Linked DNA regions of Sus scrofa: region 2 is linked to region 1. Evidence: chromatin contacts called from public HiChIP or PLAC-seq data. All regions are on one chromosome and are shown on one strand. The core of a region is the stretch at or near the end of the contact, and the rest is flanking DNA. Distances in the headings are between cores, read along the strand shown.

Region 1 (3,287 bases), core at 589-3,088:
CAAATTTAAAATGTACCTAATAATGTCAACTTAAAACTTGCTTTCTGCCACTACTTTTCAAATCAGTTTTCATTTTGCATATGAAGTTTTTTGGAGAGCAACACATACAAGGCTCTGTTTTCTTTTTCTTTTCTTTTCTTTTTTTGACCACACCCATATCATATGGAAATTCCCAGGCCTGAGATCGAATCCAGGCCACAGCTGTGACCTGCGCCTATAGCTGCAACAATGCTGGATCCTTAACCTACAATGCCACAGTGGGAACTCCATGATTTTCATTTTAGAGAATAAAACTTCAGGGTAGAACTGGAAATACCCACTGTTTATCAGGACCTTAAGTCATGGATACACTGGAGTTACATACCTAGGTTGTCTCTTTGCCTTATGACTGTGTTAACCTAAGTGATTTATAGTGAGGTGGAGCAGAATGCCTGTAGGGGATTCTTCAGGCATTTTTTTCAGAATGAGCCCTTTTCAAACTGTATTCCCACATCATACCCCCCAGCCTCCTCATTCTGACCTGCTCCCTGCAGTAGTCAGCCTTGGTAACTAACGGCAGTGGTTCTTTTGGGTATGTGAGGGCTGAAATTAGGTTAAGGGACACTAACTTAGAAGTTTTCTCAACACTCTGTTAAGTATGGTATATTTATCCTTGTCTTTAGAGCTTTATGTGGAAACGTCGAGCTAGTTATTGCAAAAATCCTGGGACTAGAAATTCCTTGCATTTCATCTGAAAGTTTGATGCACTTGTAGTTGGGATTGTGTCCTTTTTTAGGGATGGAACAAAAGGAAACTATTCTGTGTAGGACTTGCCCTAAAGTGGCACCTCTGTCTGGCTGAGTCCCTCTTGAACCACTTTGGAATTCAAGTTTCTAGCTTGGCTGGGTTGCTTTTGGAGCCAAAGAGCGCTCTAGGCATTAGCATTAGTGAGTGGTTGCTCATTAGCATTAGTGCGGAGTGCCCAAATCAGTGCAACAAAGGGTGTGAAACCCTAGCCAGAGCGGGTGGGGGCGGGGGAGGGGGAGCGGGATTGTTTCATCTTGGATTAATACCAGAGTTATTTCCCTTGGTGCAGATCCATTCTTCGCTGTGTGGGAATGTTTAATGTTCATACTGTTAGGTGAGAGTCTCATTCAGAGAACTTTAAAAAGATACACATTTTTTTCCCTCAATTTATCCTAAAATACCCACAAACCCAACCAAAAAAATTCTTTGTATGATGACTTGTTAAGAAATTTGAAAAGCTCTGCTGCATGAGAGAGCTTTTCCTGCAGTGCAGGTCCACCAGTTATTCAAGCAAAGAGTTAACTGAGGCCAGGGAGGCTTTTCTGGCAGCCTGCAAGCTTTGTGCAATAGCCAGGCTGGGGGCTGAGAGAGGCTGATATTCATTTGTTTGTGTATGAAGCTTTCATTCCCAAAGTCTAAGACATCACATACCAGGAAAGATGATTGTGAAAAGCAGGGAAAAACTCAAGTGTTTCCTGGCTGTTCTGGTTGCCTTTGATACATTTAATTCTGCCTGACAGTGTTTGCTGTGTGGTTGTCTAAACAGTACTTTCTTCTCCAGTGGTGAGTGAGAATTAGTTATTCACATCCAGTAGTCATCATAAATACTGTTGCGTGAACCTGTGTACCTAAATGAATCTTAGAGTAAAACCTTTAGTTTGGAGACCTTCCGCCCTCCCATTTTATTGTACCATGTGAACTGTATGGCTTGATGAGGTGTAATGGGCTTTGATTCTGAGAAACTATGTTGCGGGGTTGTGCAGAGAGGCCCAGCTAGAAACGTCTCCCAAGACCCAGAGAGCTCTGTCACTTCCTTTTCCTCCACTGCACCAAATTCCTTAGGTCTGGATATAGCAACAGCACCCCCTAGTGAGCAAGAAGGTTAGGATGGGCTTCTGGTTAACTCAATACGGTGAGGTCCTTTGGCTTTGCTGAGTGAGGTGTGGGAAGCAAGATGCTGGGCCTTAATTGGGCAGTACAGCTGAGTCTGAATACGCAAAAGCAGCATGCCATCTCAGTTTTGACAGCTGAGAAAGGAAGATAGAGGTGGCAGGAAGATAGGATTGTAGATGATTTTACAAAGATGTGAAAGCTCAGGAGAGCCACAGGAGGGAAACCAGAGGTCACTGGGGAAGGGAGATGTTCCTGTGAACAATTTGCTTTACTTTCAGAGAATTCAAAGCTTGGCCATGTGCATGGAGAGGGGGATGGATAGGGCCTGCAAATGGGCAAAAGCTTTTTTTAGAAAACTGAAATTCCAAACACGCCAGGAAGCAGATTAAAGGCTACTAAAATATAAACGACTGATAAGTCTTATCTGACAACAGAGTTTTGATTAAAGGAACTAGACTTAAGTGTAACAGGGAACAAAATTGGGTTAGAGATGGACTATAGAGGGAATGGAAGAGAGATACATCCTTCCTTCCTTTTGTTCATCTAGCAAGTGTTTATTGTTGAGCTGCTATTCAGTGACAGCTTCTGTTCTACGTACTGGGTGTGAAATAACACTAGGTATAAATAGAGTCCCTGCCCTCATGGAGCTTGTATTCTTTACAGTTGCCAAGAGGGACCATAGCTCAGTCCTCCATATTTTTAAAGTGTGGTTTGTTTACAGGAAGAATATGATTTGAGGACATGGAAAGTACCCACTGCTCAAAATTGTGTTTGCTCCAACTGGTCTTTCCTGAAATTTCCAAACCAACACCCCTGGTTCAACAAAGATCTGTTTTCTGAGAGGAGTAATAATGAAGTCAGATACTTTGGCCCCACACTTACTGTCTGGTGAAATGAACAACCTGATAAGACCTGGAGGAATGGGGATAACTCTGGCACCGGCAAGTTGTGACCTGAGGTAAAGCCAGGGTTTCCTCATCAGCGGAAGCAGCTATATTAGTTCCTCTGTCAGATCCTTTCTAGCTCTACCGTTCTGTTTTGCATGGCAAATAGCATTCAGGAAAGAACAGGGCACGGAGCATCCCCAGGAACCTGGATACTTGTTTGGGGAGGAGGGCAGAACCAGATTAGACTCTGAAAACAAAGGAGGAGAGCCTGGAGAAGGAGCATGATTTGGCAGTCAAGTCTGGGCTATTTAAAAAATGTTTCTAGAGCATATATTCCTGGGTCCAATTTCTAAAGAAGGCAGGGTGGTAGAACAGATACGATTGTTGCAGACTTTTTTTGGACGCTCAATTACCGGTACTTTTGAGAGTTCAAAGGAGTTTTGAAAATTACCTACAAAACTCATGGTACAAACTCATGGTTGTAGATCCTATCCCTGAGCT
Region 2 (3,241 bases), core at 79-2,578, 520 kb before region 1:
CTCAGTGGTAGAGAACCTGGCTAGTATTCATGAGGACTCAGGTTCAATCCCTGGCCCCACTTAGTGGGTTAAGGCTCCAACATTGCCGAAAGGTGTGGCATAGGTTACAGGTGCAGCTGGATTCTGCGTTGCTGTGGCTCTGGCATAGGCCGGCAACTACAGTTCTCATTTGATCCCTAGTTTGGCAACGTCCATATGCGACAGGTGTGGCCCTTAAAAGACCAGAAAAAGAAAAAAGAGGGAAACCATAAAAAAAAGTGTAGATTTTTTTTTGCTATAAATTAGCTGTGTAATCTTCATAGTTTATTTAATCTTCCCAACTCCCATTTTATTAATATAAAAGGTAAGAATAAGGACAAAAATTCTTGTGCATTAGAAATTTGACTAAAAATAGGAATAAATAATAGGAATAAATGTTCCTAAACATTTTATTTTACCTCGGAACATAAAAATGTATACTTATTCACTGATCTTTTAAGGAAAAGTTATAGCTTCTTCTTTGTGTAGGGATCCAGTGAATAGCATTCAGCGATGTATTTCTTTTATAAACCCATATATTTTATGCACAGCTTATTTTTATTTTTATTTATTTATTTTTTTGTTTTAGGGCTGCATCCACAGCACATGGAGATTTCCAGGCTAGGGGTCTAATTGGAACCACAGCTGCTGGCCTACACCACAGCCACAGCAATGCCAGATCCAGTCCGTGTCTGCGACCTACACCACGACTCATAGCAACGCCAGATCCTTGACCAACTGAGCGAGGCCAGGGATTGAACCTGCAACCTCATGGTTCTTAGTCGGTTTCGTTTCCACTGCACCACAACAGGAACTCCAACAGCTTTCAATTTCAATCTCTTTAAAGAAAAGAAAGAACCTAAAGAACATATGATAAAATCTGAATAAGTAATCCTATTAGATTTTTATGACTTTGTCTTAAACTTTAGCACAATACTGGTCTAATTGCATAGGATAAGAGGTCTTCTAGTGTACTTTGTTACAGTGAAGAAGTAGGATAGGGTAAAGAATGACTAGGGAATGTGGCTGCACAGACAGTTTGATAAAATAAATTTATTTTATAGTAACCTCTTGTAATATGAAGTGTATTTGTTTTGTATTGAGCATAAGCAGTACATTGTTTTTCTCTCGCGATTAATGTAATTTCTTAGATCACAAAGTAGAGGTTTTTTTTTTTTTTCTTTTTTTTTGTGGTAAAGCATAACATAAAATTTACCCTCTTAACCATTTTTAAAGTGTACAGTTCAATGGTGTTAAATACATTCATAATATTGTGCAACTATTACCACCATCTGTCTGCATAGTTTATTTCATCTTGTAAAACTGAAACTCTCGGGAGTTCCTATTTTGGCGCAGTGGAAACGAATCTGAGTAAGTATCCATGAGGATCGGGGGTTCAATCCTTGGCCTTGATCAGTAGATGGGCAATCTGGCGTTGCCGTGAGCTGTGGTGTAGGTCACAGATGTGGCTCAGATCCCGTGTTGCTGTCACTGTGGTGTAGGCCAGAGGCTACAGCTCTGATTTGACCCCTAACCTGGGATCTTCCATATGCCATGGGTGTGGCCCTAAAAAAAGGAAGAACAAAACAAAACAAAACTGAAACTCTCTACCCATTAAACACCATTGCACTTTCCCCTGCCTCTGGTAGCCACCATTCTACTTCCTGTCTCCATGATTTTGACTACTTTGAATGTCTCACTTAAGGGAAATCATACAGTATTTCTCTTTTTGTGGCTGATTTACTTTACTTAGCATAATGATCTCATAGTTCCTCCATCTTTTAGCATATGTCAGAATTTTCCATTTTATGGCTGAATATTTCATCCCATATCTATACCACATTTAGCTTATCCATTCATTTGTTAATGGACACTTGGGTTGCCTCCACATTTTAGCTATTGTGAATAATGCTGCTATGAACATGAGTGTACAGATACTCTTCAAGACACTGAGACCCTACTTTCACTCCTTTTTGGGTATGTACCAGAAAGTGGACTTGCTGGATCATATGGTAATTCTGTTTTTAATTTTTTGAGTAACATGTATTATTTTCCATAGCATTTCCATTTTACATTCTAATGAACAGTGCACAAGAGCTCCCATTTGTCTATATTCTCACCAACTCTTACAGTTTTCTCTTTTTGTTTGTTTGTTTTGATGGCAGCCATCCTAATAGAGTAAGGTCATCTCTCATTGTAATTTTGATTCACATTTCCCTGATGATCAGTGATGTTGAATATTTTTTTATGTGCTTATTGGCCACTAGATTCTTTCTTTGGAGAAATGTCTATTCACTTCCTTTGTCCGTTTTTCAGCATTGTTGTTGAGTTTTAAGAGTTCTCTACGTATTCTGGGTTTTAATCTCTATGAGAAAAATGATTTACAAATATTTTTCCCAGCCTGTGGGTTGCCTTTTTACTCTGTTGATACTGTCTCTTGATGCATGACATTCAGAAATTTTCATTGAACTCCAGTTTGTCTATTGTTTGTTTTTTTTCTTTATTTCTCTCCCTCCCTCCATCCCTCTTTCTTTCTCTCTCCCTCCATCCCTTCCTTCCTTCCTTTTCTCTTTCTTTCTTTCTCTAATTGTTTTTTTCTTTTACTATCTTTCTTCCTCTTTTTTCCTCCCTCCCTGGGCCAGGGGTCAAATTGGAGCTGCAGCTGACAGCCTGTGCCATAGTCATGGCAACACTGGATCCAAGCCACATCTGCATCCTGTGTTGCAGCTTGAAGCAATGCAGAATCCTTAACCCATTGAGCAAGGCCAGGGATCCACCCCACATCCTCACAGAGACAACATTGAGTCCTTAACCCACTGAGCCCCAATGGGAACTCCCCTGTTGATTCTTTTATTGCCTGTGACTTTGGTGTCAGATCCAAGAAATCCTTGCCAAATCCATTGATAGGAAACTCATGCCCCTCCCCCCCTGTATTTTCTTCTCAGAGTCTTATAGTTTTAGCTCTTACATTTAGGCTTTTGATCCATTTTGAGTAAATTTTTGTCTTGTGGTATTAGGTAAGGATCCAACTTCATTCTTTTGCATGTGGATATCCAGTTTTCCTAGCTTTTCCCACATTGAACTGTCTCTTGAAAAATCATTTGATTATATATGTAGGGTTTATTTCTGGGCTCTCTGTTCTTTTCTGTTGATGTTTGCCTTTGTGCCAGTACCACACTGTCTTGATTGTTGCAGCTTCGTAGTAAGTTTTAGAATAAGGAAG

What was found. HiChIP or PLAC-seq counts read pairs in DNA pulled down with a chosen protein or histone mark.
Region 2: a contact with region 1 is called in an H3K27ac HiChIP or PLAC-seq map of alveolar macrophages. The contact joins two enhancer-like sites.

What each region holds. Positions count from the first base shown.
Region 1 is chr7:67,429,247-67,432,533 of Sscrofa11.1, reverse strand. The region is part of intron 1 of AKAP6 (A-kinase anchor protein 6); the gene reads left to right. Among named protein-coding and RNA genes, the nearest start is that of AKAP6, 31 kb to the left of the region's middle. Within about 2 kb of position 1,838, at least 33 of the 83 cell types and tissues checked have an H3K27ac peak or open chromatin away from gene starts, as enhancers often do. A contact at or near this core is called in alveolar macrophages, where this site is marked.
Region 2 is chr7:67,947,823-67,951,063 of Sscrofa11.1, reverse strand. The region is part of intron 4 of NUBPL (iron-sulfur protein NUBPL); the gene reads left to right. Among named protein-coding and RNA genes, the nearest start is that of NUBPL, 79 kb to the left of the region's middle. Within about 2 kb of position 1,328, at least 6 of the 83 cell types and tissues checked have an H3K27ac peak or open chromatin away from gene starts, as enhancers often do. A contact at or near this core is called in alveolar macrophages, where this site is marked.